2 separate regions of the Canis lupus genome follow, and region 2 is linked to region 1. Evidence: chromatin contacts called from public Hi-C data. All regions are on one chromosome and are shown on one strand. The core of a region is the stretch at or near the end of the contact, and the rest is flanking DNA. Distances in the headings are between cores, read along the strand shown.

Region 1 (7,159 bases), core at 1,686-4,185:
TATTGATCCACTGGTGACTCTATCACACCATCCTGTAGCCACCCTCTCTGCTTTGAGCACCCACTTTTGCACCTAATCCGATACCTTTGACAGTCTCCAGTTGTGGGTCTGAGAACAGCTGTGCAAGACAGGCAGTGCCAGAGGAATGAAGGATGAAGTGCCTTGTGACATAGGGGAGGAGAGAACGTGCTCAAAAGCCCGTAGCCTCCACCTCCCCCTCCCCTCAGCCCCAGATCCCTTTCTCTGGGGCTCATATTACCTGCCCTCCCCCACAGCTGGTGATTCTCTGCCCCACCATGTGGCCCCGGGCAACCCCAAGGCCTGCCCAGAGAGACCCTCTCCCCCTCTGTACCCACCCTGACGTCTGCCAATGGCCGGTGGGAGCGGCTGGGGGCTAGGGGGACAGAAGTAGAATCTCTGGAAATTCTGCTAGACAAGGCGGTGAGAGATCCAGATCCCAAAAGCCAACACCTGCAGGCCCGAGTTCTAAATGTGGTTTAGAAAGGCTGTGTTGTAAAGGGGTGGGACAGAGCGCAGAGGGGCAGAGCACCCAGGAAAGGCAAGAAAGGGTCCTGAGTTCCAGTCCTACTCCTCCAGACAGTCCACATCCCTGTTTGGAGCTTTGGGACTTCTTCCTTCTCAAAAAACAGCACCGAGGAGATGACCACCCCCACCTTGGATTCATTAATCCTTTCAAGAATAAGGTCTTGGGAGCCTCCTGACAGGGCCATATGGTTTCCTTATCTTCCTAATCTCCCAGCACTCACCTTCCATTTGGAATGTTTATCCCAAGATAACGATCAGATTCCACTTAGGGTGATTGAATGGGGGCCTCCTCCAAGTGAGTATTTTCCCCCCACTCCCCTTTGCAAATGAACGGAGAACCCAAACCAATAATAAATGAGCCAGACCAGGTTCTGAGAATGGATAGGGCCCCTCCCACACTCTCAGCCCCCTCCCTGCAACCCCAACCTCCTCTCCCCACAAATATCCCTCTCTTCCACCTGGGCAGCTCCACTGTTAGGTGCTTTGCAGAGTGGAGTTCTGTGTACGATTGCTGTTGAACAAAGCATAACTGCCATAAACAGTGTTCTTAAAAGCAAAGATCTGATACAAGAGCAGAGCTTTTCGATACAAAAGTAATGCAGGCCACAAAGACAAGTCCATCTGCAATTTTATATTTTGTAATAGCCACATTGAAAAGATAAAAATGGGGGTGCCTAGCTGCTCAATCAGCGGAGCATATGACTCTTGATCTTGGGGTTGTAAGTTTGAGTCCCACGTCAGGTCTAGAGATGACTTAAAAATAAAATCCTTAAAAAAAAAAAAGGTAAAAATGAACAGGTGAAATTAATTTTAACACTACATTTCATTCATAAGTGTTATTAATTAGACAATATTTATCTACTATAATGATATTTTTTATTTAGCCTCAAAATATCATTTCAACATGTAATCAACATAAAAATTATTTGTGAGGTATTTTGTGTTTGCTGTTTTGTACTTAATCTTCAAAATCTGGTAGGTGTTTTACAGCTTGCAACATGCATCCATTCAGACTAGCCACATCCCAGTTGTGCATAGCCTGCTGAGGCTGGTGGCTGAGGTATTACTTGGGGAGGATCCAGCTAGATCATGCTAGGATCCAGCTAGATCATGCTATGGAACCTGGGGCCGGGATGAATGTTATGGGCAGCATGACTACCACTAGCGAGTTGGCTGCCCTAGAGCCTCCATGAAAAGATGAGCAATCCATAACTTTGTTCCCAGTCTAAACAGAGAGCCAGATTTCATCTCCTACCACCCCCCCCCCCAGCCCCAGCCTTTCCACTCCCAGGAAGGAAAACACATAGATGACAATTTTGTTAAAAACTTCTAGCAGGGATGCCTGGGTAGCTTAGTGGTTGAGCGTCTGCCTTTGGCTCAGGGAGGGATCCCAGGGTCCTGGGATGGAGTCCCACATCCGGCTCCCCATGGGGACCCTGCTTCTCCCTCTGTCTGTCTCTGCCCACCCCCTCTGTGTCTCTCATGAATAAATAATAAAATCTTTTTTAAAAAATAAAAAATAAAAATTTAAAAACTGCTAGCAATTGTGTTAGTCATTTCACTTGCTAATAAAATTGTTCCTTGAAGCTTTTCCCATAGGCTGTTTAAAGCTGAAGGTGGTACCCGATGAGCATCGAGCAGCCGTGTTGTGGGCTCTCTGAAGAGGGGAAGGCCTGGCTGCAGTAGACAGAGCCAGATTCGGGCCATCGATGCCAGTGATGCTCCCTGATTCCAGGAAAGGGGAGGAACCGCTGGGACCGTGATGGGACACTCGGACAGATCTCCCGCTAGTCATTCAGACACCAGATTTACATGACTGTGCGTTCTGGACGGGGCAATGGAAGAGGACTGGGTCTGTGTTAGTGATTTGTGTGTGTGCGCTTGGTTCCTTCTCCCCGTGGTGAGTCTTCCGTGAGTCAGTGATGCGGCAGGTCTCCTGCTGCAGAAGTTATGCCCGGTGCCTCCCCTACTCTCAAGATCAAGATAAACACGTTCCAAACAAAGAGAAGGAAGGGAGGGGAGGCGTCTGGCCAAGCAGGAGGATGTTAGGCCAGTCCTCAGCCCCAAATGGAAGAAAGGTGGGGAGCAGGATCCAGGTTTCCTGGGGGAGGTCTTCCCAACCACCCTGGGCCAAAACAGCTCGCTGGCCCTCTCTGCTCTTGTTTCCTTCCTAGTGCTTACAGTTCCTGACAGGCCATTCGATTTTTCTCTGCCGACTGCTGTCCTCAGTTTTGCTTCTTGCTTCACTCCAGTGCCTAGAAGAGTGCCTGTCACTCTTAATAAACATTTGCTGACTGAATACAGTGCTGGAGCTTGTGCCAGGAACACGGCACAGGGCTCCAAAGAGCCATGAGCTCAGGAATGGCAAGAAGATGAAAAGGAGCCTGTAGGAAAGGCAGAGAGAGGCATGGGAGTGCAGGCGCGCCCAGAGGGGTGGGGTGCAGGGCGAAGCAGAGAGAGGAGGTGGTCTGTGTGTGCGATTCGCCCAGTAATGGGAGACAGAGAAAACTTTGGAAAAGTGGAGGAATGTGATTGCAGCACAAAGGCAGGGAGATTATTTTGTCAGCAACATTTGGATCCCATTGGTGATGAGAGACATGTGGGCCCGGCAAGGAGACAATTGTGGTAGTCAAGACAGGATGTGAATAAGACATAAAGAAGTGTTTCATCAGTGGGGATGGAAAAGGACCAGGGCTGCGGTAGCCAAGTCAAGGAGTAGGAAGGGTCGGCCCCAGCATTCCCATGCGCGGCCTCACATGCACCGCCGGTATGCTCCCCACACGTGTGCACACTCACACGCATGCACACACACACAGGCCACCCCCGGGGAGTGTTCGTTCCGAGGCCCCCCTCCCATATTCTGACTAACTGCAAACCCCACTTTCTGCTTCAGTCTCTGGTCTTCTGTTTGCTTCTTCCCATGGCCGCCAAGGCAGCGGCCCCGTGGGCAAGGAGGGACGGAGGAGCTCTGGATGAGGCAGGATTTTCTCCATTCATGAGGTTTGCTTGTGGCTACCTGAGGAGGGAAGAGGGCTTGAAGAGGGTCACAAGATCCCCAGGACCGAGAGGAAAGAAAGACCCCAGCAAAAGAAGACCCAGAAGAGGAGAGAAATCCTCCTCTGAGCGTGGCCAGGGATGGCAAGGGCTCACTGACGTCTCCCACACGTTCACACATGTGTGGGCCACGTGAAAGGTCTGGGATTGACATGGGGACCCAGAGGAGGTGACCAGCTTCTCGTTAGGAGAGGGTGGGGACGTGCTCAGGGATCCAGCTGAAATAAGACTTTATTTTTAAAGAGCCTTAGATTGATGTCTCTGCTAGCCTAAATATAACTGAACAGACAACTCCTTCCCTGGGCTGGGCCTCCAGGCGAGCTCCAAGACCCTGTGTTTGAAAAAAAAAAAAAGAGAAGAAAGAAAGAAAGAAAGAAAGAAAGAAAGAAAGAAAGAAAGAAAGAAAGAAAGAAAGAAAGAAAGAAAGAGAGAGGAGAGAGAGGAATCCACAGATGCAAAAGGTCACACAGCTAGCCCCATGAGTGTGTTGGGAGGAGGGAGATGGATGAGCTGGCCATGGACACTCTGCAATCCCCTGGCCTCACTCTCAAGGAAGAACTATGGAGGCTTGTTGGAGGAGAGGGAGGGGGTCCCGGTGGTAATAATGGGGGACCCAGGGAGCTGACAGTCCAGCGGGAAGGGGCACACACACCTCTAGGGCAGCACAGTGACAGAGGGCCCTGGGTGACACACAGGTGGAGGATGGTGGGTGTTCCTCGGTCTGTATGGATGGACAACCCAAAAAGTTCATCTTGGAGAAGGAAGGATTCGCGATGAGGGATCTTGACAAAGATGGAGAGAAAACATGAGCGTGGGCAGGATACATTTGGGCAGCTCTGGGCATTCTGATTTCACATGAATGTAAGGATGTGAGAGGGAGCAGGTGGCTTGAGGTCTCCAGGCCACTTCCAGAAGCTTGTCCTTGTGTCTGTGGGTGAGGGGCCGTCACTGAACATTCGAGGGCAAGGTAGGGACACACCCCAGATGGATTGAAGGAAGATTAGATTAGCAATGGGGTATAGGGCAGAGTGGAATGAGGAGGCTCCCGGGGTGGGGAGAGCCCAGGAACACGAAGTTCAGTTAGGGATCTTAGTAGAGCCTTGCTAGCTACTGCAACACACTCCCCAACCTGAGATACATACTAGAAGTTTTTTTCTTGCTCACATAAGCCCGACTTGTGGAGCTCTGCTCCTACAGTATTTCAAGGATCCTGACTGAGGGAGGCTCACCCTTCAATAATAGATGGGTATCCATCTGGCTAGGAGAAGGTAGAGGATCTCTTAGGTGGTTTTTGTGAGCCAGACATTCCATTGGCCAGACCTCAGCCACTTGGCCCCACCCACATGCAGGGGACCCAGCCCTCTGGTAGCTCCTCTGCTGGCCGTCTGTCTCTGGGGGGCATGACAATCTGGTGGTCATCTCTGCCCCAAAACATGGACAGGGACCAAAATCCGATGGAGTGTGTTGGCAACAGAAGTGCAAATGGGGAGCAGGGAGAGTGTCCATCCACATTCAGGAGGGAGGAAGAGGAGGAGCCAAGGAAGGAAAGCAAAAAGAGGCAGCTTGGAAAAGAGAAAGAATCCATCAGTACTACAAAGACTACAAGGAAGGGGGACTGAGAAGGAGCCCTTCAGTTTAAGTCCCACAAGGCCTAAGGAGAAGTGGGGCTGAGCCAGCTTTCAGGGCTTTGGGAAGCAGCCAGCAATGATTCCCTAGCACCTTCCATAAGCACATCCCATGACTGCCTGGTAACCTCTCTGTGGTGCGGCGGCGGGAATATGGGTTTGGAGTCAGAAGATCTGGGTTCAAATCCAGAAAAGCCACCTTAACCTTGAGCAAATGTAACCTCTCTGAGCTTCAGTTTCCCATCTGTGAAATGGGCATACCGGGACCTACTTGCCAGCTGTGTTATAAGAGTGAGCAGTAATCTACTTGGTGTCGATACTCGGTAATTTGTGCAGCAAACATTTATTGCTCATTTACTGAGGGTCAGGCACCTCCTGGGGGTGTTGGATAGTCAAAGGAACCAGACAAAATGACTGCTCCCAAGAAGGGAAGCTTAAACTGTAGATAGGACACACCAGCAGATCCTCCTACGGTGTGGTAAGTGCAGAGACCGAGGCATTCCTAGGAGCAAAGGAGCAGTGGGGAACACCACCCCCACGTGTGTGTGTGTGTGTGTGTGTGTGTGTGTGTGTGTGTCTCGGAGCAGGGGCTGAGATGCCGGTAAGGCAGGCATCTCCGAGTTTAGTGTCTCGGGAAGTGTTGGGAAGTGTCGGCAGGACCGTGAGCGTGGGGACTGGCCAGTGGGGACTAGAGAGAGCTTTAAGCAGGAAGCGGATAATGGTCTTGTGTGTATGCTGGTGATCTCACACAAAGCCAGAGGCCCTGACCATGTCACCCATCCAGAAATATTGAGGGGATGAGGATTCCTGCCTCCCTCCCCTTGGCCGGCGATGCCTCCTCCGGCCACTGAGGCCAAAGCATTGCAAGGCTGAGGGGGAGATGAGGAGTTCTGTTTGGGAAATGATGGGTCCGAGGCTCCTCGGGGGGCACCAGATAGAAGTGTCCAGCAGAAGTCAATTGGGTGTATGTGGCCACCGTGGCTATGAATGATTGCCACCTTCATTGTCAACTCTGCTTCGGGTGCTACAGGGAGAAGAGGGGTGGGTCCCAGCGGAGGACAGAAACAGCAAGGGAATAAAGCCTAAACCAGATTCCTTTAAAATAAGCAAGTACTTGAGTCAGGCCATTCTATTTCCTCATTAGAAGAGGGAAGTGAAGACGTGGTTGCAGGTGGAATGGCTCTCCTCCTCTGCCCTTCACAGGCACACCTCGGGTCCCTTCCAGACCACTGCAATAAAGTAAATGTTGCCATGAAGCAAATCAAATGTTTCTCGGTTTCCCAGAGCATATGAAAGTTATGTTTACACTATCCTGTAGTCTATTAGATGTGCAATAGTATCATGTCTTTATAAAAATGTATATACCTTAATTTAAAAATGCTTTGTGGCTAAAAAATGCTAAGCATCATCTGAACTTTCAGGGTTCCGTATCTTTTTACCGGTGGAAGGTCCTGCCTCCATGTTGATGGCTGCTGACTGTTGGGGTGGTTGTGGCAGTTTCTTAAAATAAGACAGAGATGGAGTTCACCCCATCAGTTGACGTCCCCCCCCATGCTGTCCCACCCACCACCCCCACTGAATGATTTCTCTGTGATGTGCGATGCTGTTTGATGGCATTTTACTTCTTCCAAAATTGGAGTCAATGCTCTCAAACCCTGCTTTATCAACTAGCTTTATATCATATTCTAAATCCTCTGCGGTCAGTTCAACAGTCTTGACGGCATCGTCACCGGGAGTCGATCCCACATCAAGAAACCACTGTCTTTGCTCCTCCGTAGGAAGCAGCTCCTCATCAGTTAAAGTTTGATCATGAGATCACAGCCGTCCAGTCCCACCTTTAGGCCCCACTTCTCCCCATAGCTCTCCTGCTATTTCCACCACATCTGCAGTTACTTCCTCCACTGAAGTCTCGAAACTTCAGTCTGTAAAAAAAC
Region 2 (7,159 bases), core at 2,033-4,532, 150 kb after region 1:
CTGTGTGACGAAGGGCTGAATCCAGCACCACGCATGCATGGTAAGTCTCCACAAACACTGAGCCGTGTTAGTATGCTTATTAGGTAAATTTTGAAGAATCACCTACAACATATACACCACCCATGAATTTAAGGCAGGACAACCAGAAGGTGAGCCACAGCAGCCAAGCGCACCAGGTTGTGACACTAAACATCTGCAGAGAAGGGGCTCTGTCCCTCCAGAGGGCCACAAGCTACTCTCACACTCTCAATGCCACCTCTGTCCAGGGGCTTTCATTCCCAAAACTCCTTTCTCTCCACCTCATCTGATCCTCACCACAGCCCTATAAGGTGGGCAGGGTAGGGTGTGTTTCCTGTACCCATGCTTAGAGGAGGAAAATGAGGCTCAGAGAGGCAAAGTGATTTGCCCGAGGTCACACAGCTTGTAAGTGCCTGAGCAGGGTTACACATCCAGGCCTGTCTGACAGGGTGCCAAGAGTGAGGTGCCAAGCGTGCCTAGTTTAAGGAGGCACTCGCTTGCCCCACCCTGAGAGTGAACATCTTATCTTCTGCCCTACTGCCTGAGCCCACTAAGCAGCCTCGGGCCCTTCCCAGGGCACTGAGACTACTGTCTCCACACGCTGCCCTGGCAGATCAACCCTGCAAGAACCTGCCCCCAGACCTTCGGGTGGACAGATCTCCTGGCTGAACTAGGTGTCTCCCTCAGTCAGGATCCAAGAACATTTCCCAAAGCCTCAATACGAGAGCCACGTCCCAAAAGAATGGAATGGAACAGAGGTCAAAGGTGGTACCCTGACAGCCACGTGAGGCTTCCATGCACCCTTGAGGCTGAGGGCCAGGGCAGGCAGGCTGGGGCTGGGCCAGCCAGGCCCCTCGGAGGCCTCACAGCCCCCATCAGCCTTCAGGAGAGACGGGCCTGGACAGGCAGGCCACACGGGTGAATCCCGGGACAGGGATGCTGGCCTGCCCAGCCACGCCCTCCTCTCCGCAGCCCCTCAGAGCTCAGCCAGGCTCCAGCTTGGCCTCCCTCTACCCCACACAAAGTGTGGGAGGTAACAACTAGCCACAGGAAATTAATTTTGAATCCGCAAAGTAAAAAACTCTTTTCTAAATGCAGATGATTATATTTACTAATTAATTTTTTTTTAATTTACTAATTAGCTTGCTGGAGTCTGGATTACTCTGTATTGAGCTTTTCTAAGGAAGCAACACCTGTGCACTGAGGGGCATCTAGGGTAGTGAGCAGCTGTGTGGGCTTAAAAGCCGACGTGCTGGAATGCAAATCCCACTTTGCGTAGACAAGTTGCTCAGCTGCTCTGAACCCATTCCCTCCTTCTATAAAAAGGGAGCAGGACTGCTATCCCTCAGGTCGTGGCTACTACAAAAACCAGCCACAAGGTACTAAGTGCCTACCATGGGCCAAGTCTTCGTTTCATTTCATTTTTCCCTTTTTTTTTTTTTTTTTACGAATTTCACTTTTCCTGAATGTATATGAGCACTTAAAATAACACTATAGGAGCTTACATTTACGTGTAACTTACACTCAGTAAAGTACATACATCTCCAGCATGCAGCTCCATGAACTTCCGTGTGTACCCACTCTATCTTCTAATGGAACCTCTATCATCGTAGCTGTTTTGCCTGCTTATGAACCTCATATAAATGAACTTATACAACCTGCACTCTTTTTGACTGGCTTCTTTCTCTTAACCTTATGAGGTTTTAAAATTTTTTTTAACAGAGACACCTGGGTGGCTCAGCATTGAGCGTCTGCCTTTGGCTCAGGGTGTGATCTCGTGGTCCCGGGATCGAATGCGTGCATGGAGCCTGTTTCTCCTTCTGCCTCTGTCTGCGTCTCTCTCTGTGTGTCTCTCATGAATAAATAAATAAAATCTTTCTTAAAACATTTTTAACAAAAGATTTTATTTATTTATTTATTTATTTATTTTTGAGAGAGAGAGAGAGAGCAGTGAGGAGGAATAGAGGAAGAAGGAGAAGTAGAATAAGAAATGGGGCTTGATCCCACCACCTGGAGATCATGACCTGCACCGAAATTCAGAGTTGGTCACTTAACTGACTGCTACCCAGGTGCACCCCTCCCCTTTATGTTTTTGTGATTCATCCATGTTGCTGTGTTTACCTGTCACTTGTTTTTGTTTTTTTTTTTGTTTTTTTTTTTAATTTTTAAGGTATTTATTTATTTATTTATTTATGATAGTCACAGAGAGAGAGAGAGAGGCAGAGACACAGGCAGAGGGAGAAGCAGGCCCCATGCACCGGGAGCCCGATGTGGGACTCGATCCCGGGTCTCCAGGATCGCGCCCTGGGCCAAAGGCAGGCGCCAAACCACTGCGCCATCCAGGGATCCCTGTCACTTGTTTTTGTATATGGCTGCATAGTACTCCATTGTGTGACTGTGCCAAAGCTCACCCATAGATGCAGTTAGCATCATCTCCTTGTCCTCATCCCATCTTGCAAATGGGGAAGCTGGGGATCTAAGCTGCTCGCTAAGTTTTTAAAAAAGCCAGAGGTCGCAGAGTGAGGATGACCCTGAGCAGGGATTTGAACCCATGGCTCTCTGACTCCAAAACCAGCTCCTCACCTGGGGCAGCAGAGCCTCTCATCCCCCTGAGCACTGGGGTGGGCAGAAATGATGAACTCTGTCCCATCTGGTCATGACCTCCTTCTGCCTGGGGTACAACTGGGAGTCAGAGGGACAGCTACCCGACTGGCCCCAGATAGTGAGAAAATTGCCTCAGATTTGGCCATGGCCAATATTTATTTTCACTGTACCCCAAGCTGATGGCGTAGGTACAGTTGTCACTCCCAGCTCTGTACCTTGAGACCTGGTCTTCGCCAACATGTCGAAATAACTGCAAACATCCTAAACGTGGTGGGAACATCCTCATCCCCTGACCAGCAGCTGGCTCTCATGGGCAGGAGGGAACGTGGCCTGGCATGTGGACAGCTCTTGCCCTGGCTCCTCAGAGATTAGTTTCCCACAACAGTAACTCAGAGGTAACCCTTTGTGACTTCTGCAAAAGGAGTATAGGCCCTTAGACCAGAAGGTTTTCTGTAATCCAAGCTTTACCCACCAAAAGGTGGGTCACCACAGGAACTCCAAGAGCTAGCCTGACCTCAAAGAAAGGCCAAGGTTTTGTCCTGCTTCCCAATGCTCAAGGTACCTACTTGTGCCCAGCAGACCAGAAACCTGCCTGAGAAAGGCCATCCAAAAGGCAGCAGGGGGAGGTGAGGAGCCTGGGTAGTATCTCCCCTCCCCCTCTGAACTCAGGCACTGTTTCAGGCAGTCCAGCCAGACGTGATTAAATGGTTGGCTACGTGCAGGGGAGTGAGATCCCAGGGGAAGAAGGGCACAGGGCCAACTCTCCAGGTGGCCCTGGGGCACCCTTTGCTCTGTTGATCATTAACAGGAGCCACCCCATGGCAGGCAGGAAAGGGGAAAGTCCAAGGGGGTGGCCCGCCCCTCCTCCCAGGCACCATCCTCCAAACATGCCAACTCCAGGCCGCATGGGACATGAGATCATGATACTGGAGGGGTGTGTGCAGAGTCATCTAATCCAACTGGCTGCTTCTTGTGTCCCTACAAAGTCTCCACGGGCCAAGGGAGACAGGAACTGACACCGGTCGATTTGCAGTTACTATGTGCCAGGGACTGTGCCAAATGTACTCAGTATGCCAGCCTGTGATATGGTGGTGAAGTGCAATGAGGGAGCTGGCCTGCCTGGGTTCAAATCCCAACACTGCTAGCTGTGTGACAAATTAGTGAACTTCTCTGCACCCCAATTTCTCCATAAGGAAAATGAGAATGTCGAAGTGCCCCCTCCATGGGGTGATATGAGCATTTGATGAGTTAACACACACAAAGTTCTCAGACTACCTGCCACTTATGAAGAGTTGTCATTGCTAATGTTCACTTGATCCTCAGTCACCTCTTGAGATATAGATGAGAAATCCAAGGTTGTGTCACCTGCCCAAGGCACAGCTGACACAAAAGTAGCTGGGATCTGAACCCAGGTCAAAGGGTTCCATTTCCCTTCTTCTTCCTATCATGACTCTCTCTGTCCCTTTGACAACCAGGGCTTCACGATCCAGTGGACTGAGAAACCTTTCTCATGTCTGCTTCCTGGTCTCTCAAAGGCCCTCTTTTCACCAGAGTGCCAATAAGCTGCAGTATGCCCCTAACCTTCCTCCTGAAGATGAGGCTTCCCGGCCTGGGGAAGTAAGTCATTGCTCAGTGGCCAGAATAGCTTGCTTCTTTTTGCTGCTCCAAGAGAAAAAGACCTGTAGCCAAAGGGCCAGACCATGAGTTGCCAGGTCAACAGCCACGGAGGCCCTGCCCTTATGCAGGCCCCCAAACCAGAGATGCCCCAAGGCCAGGGACAGGAAGTGAGGAAGTAGTGGTTGTGCCCAAAGAACTTGCTGACAAAGTCAGACCTGGCCTTTCCTGTTCCATTTCTTTAGTGTAAGCCTTACCTCCAGCTATCTGCATGGCTCCTGTCCTCCCCATTTTAGAGGCACCCAGGCATGGAGGTCTCCTGCCAGCTCTGGGCTCATACCTTCCTGGACTTCTGCCATCCTAGAGCACAGGCTCATTGCCAAGGTCCTTCCATCTTCTAACATCCTAGAAGGAAAGGCCCAAAAGTTTCCTGCTAGGTCCTTTTCCACAGAGCTTTGGATCTATCTCCTCCCATACCCGGAAGACCTAGATGGCAAAAAATCCAACTTTGTGGTGATAACCATGCATGGGCCTGAGCAGCTGAATTCGCAGCCCATGTAGACACTTAGGTGGGGTAAAGCATCAAAGTTTGGGGACAGGGAACTTCCCAAGGCCATAGGGAGCCTCCCCTTGCCTGTACAGGCAACCCCTACCCTCCAGGAGACCATGCTTCTACCTTTGGTATCACTCAAGGGATCGACTCCAACTGAAGCAATTCTGGGCAGGCCAGTGGGTATCCTTAGCCCCTGTGAACCCAACCCTTGTTACCATGAGCTACAGAACTAGAAAGATGTCTGCCGTATGTTCATCTATGCCTGCACGGAATGAGCTCAAGGTAACCATTAAATGTCTTTGCCTTTAGTCAGTGAGGAAGATCACATGCCCCAACCACCACCATCACCACCCAACACACACACACACACACACACACACACACACACACACACACACACACACCTCATTCCCTCCTTCAGGGATGAGTAGCTTAGGTTCACTCCAGTCCCAAGAAGGGCTGCTTTTCCCTTACCTCCACTGGCAGCCCCTGCTCTAGGAAAGGTCATTGTCCTTTTTTCTCCATCATGCCTCTGCCCCCCAGCTGGAACCTGCTGTCCAGGGAGGTAAAGTTGGGTAGGTAAGGTGGGTCTTCCCAAGCCCCAAGGGCAGTCCAGCCCATGTCTGCTGCAGATCTGCCTTTGGGAGAGGTCAGGTGGAGTCAAGGTAGAAATTCAACTTACTCCCTGCACACACACCCCAACTCACTGAGTGCAAGGAAACAAAGGCAGCCTCAAATAGCAATATCCATCCCTGCCTCTCCAAAAAAGAACTGCTCTCGAGACCCAGATTCAGGGTCTTCTTCAGGCTGGATCCTTTTCACAGGCTAGATCCTTTTCAGTAGGATCCAGCCTCACAGGCAGGCAAAACAACCCCTTCAGAGTGGTTATCTGGCCTTAGCTGCAGTGCTTCTAGGCCAAGGGGAGCCCACTCTTCCCAAGATGACAACCCACGTATTCCACTTGACATTAGAGATGTAACAAGAGTAAGGGGTTGGGAACTCCTAAGGACTTCCTATTAATGACTGACCGTTCTCATAGCTGCTTCTCCTTAACCAGCCTTCCAGATATGGGAGTACATGTCAGCTCCCTGTGGAACCACCCCAATCCCCAGTGCTGTGGTTTGGGCCCCTAGCCATCTTAGCTGCCCCTCACCAAGTCTGCAATGCCTCATCATGCCTACCCCAGGCAGGCGTTGAGAGGCTAGAGATTCAGGTTGATTTCATGTGAGAAAAATGAGACTGGAAACACTCAAAAGAACTCATTCAAACCCAGAATGGCTGAAGTACCAGGTGCTAGGTTCCCCTTCCACCATTTTGGGACTCCAATCACCACCCAGAGGATTGAAGACCACAGACTGGAGAAGACTGGCAAACCATGGGCCTCATCAGCTCTTCTGAATAACCTCCAAAGCTGCCCCGGTGCCCAAGGCTGGTCCCGTCAAGAACCAACACTCTGGGAGGATAACAGAGAAGCCCGGGGTTCCTTTGCAATAAGTTTCCATCCCATCCCTTCTAAGCTGAGACTTCCAGCATCAACAGAGGGAGCTACAGCCCTGAATTTAGCTGTAAGGAAGGGGGGAAAAAAAGCAACCAGGGCCCCCCCACTTCTCCCCAGCACCTGCATCCCATACAAAGAAAGGACAAACCTACAGGCAAAGTGAAACCACAAATGAAGTAAAACTAGCTTCACCATCCATGTTTCTTGAAAAAAAACGGGGTTTATTGATTTTTAAACTGCAAATAGTCGTTACAAAAAAGTTTTTTTTTCTTTTAAATAAATTCACACAAAGAAAGAGAAATAGGAAGCGACGGTAGTGACCAGCAAGAGGAATAATTACATTCATCTTAATGTGTGTGTGCCAGTTCTGTTTGCATTAACATTGGAGAACTCCAAGCCTGGAATCCAGAACCTCAAATCTGCAATCGGAATGTCTTGAGATGGGCACGTGGAAGTCAAAGGGTTTCTTTTTTTTTTTTCCCTTTTAGAAGCCATACATAAAAGTTGTTTTCCTTCTGTACTGTCACAGAACTTTTACATACATTCTCAGTCCTAGTTGTGGAAAGGCCTAAAGAAGAAGAAACTCAATTTGCAGTCCAACACAAAGGGGGGAAATTTCTAAAATAAATAATCCAACAGTTTTTTGCATTTTTTTAAATTAATTTTTCATTTTTTTAAAATAAAATAACCAAAAAAAGTGTAAAGTTACAAAAAATGTCGTTGAAGAATAATATATTAAAACTGTGGAAAAAAAAGGAAAAAGACACGTCACAAAATTTTAAGATTAATATGAAGATCATAATTTAACATAAAAGAATATATTCTATGGATTTGTCATCCCGATAAATATGAACAAAATTAACAAAAAAAAA

What was found. A called contact is a pair of places that touch in the nucleus more often than the background predicts.
Region 2: a contact with region 1 is called in a Hi-C map of skin fibroblasts, with 2.3 times the contacts expected there. The contact joins two enhancer-like sites. A contact is called at or near these places in 2 of 9 Hi-C or Micro-C datasets (amygdala and skin fibroblasts).

The regions. Positions count from the first base shown.
Region 1 is chr8:42,790,561-42,797,719 of UU_Cfam_GSD_1.0, forward strand. No RefSeq gene overlaps it. Among named protein-coding and RNA genes, the nearest start is that of ZFP36L1, 150 kb to the right of the region's middle. Within about 2 kb of position 2,936, at least 2 of the 20 cell types and tissues checked have an H3K27ac peak or open chromatin away from gene starts, as enhancers often do.
Region 2 is chr8:42,935,324-42,942,482 of UU_Cfam_GSD_1.0, forward strand. ZFP36L1 (mRNA decay activator protein ZFP36L1) reads right to left here. Exons shown (of 2, transcript XM_038545048.1): 2 at 6,486-7,159. Among named protein-coding and RNA genes, the nearest start is that of ZFP36L1, 8.4 kb to the right of the region's middle. Within about 2 kb of position 3,283, at least 4 of the 20 cell types and tissues checked have an H3K27ac peak or open chromatin away from gene starts, as enhancers often do.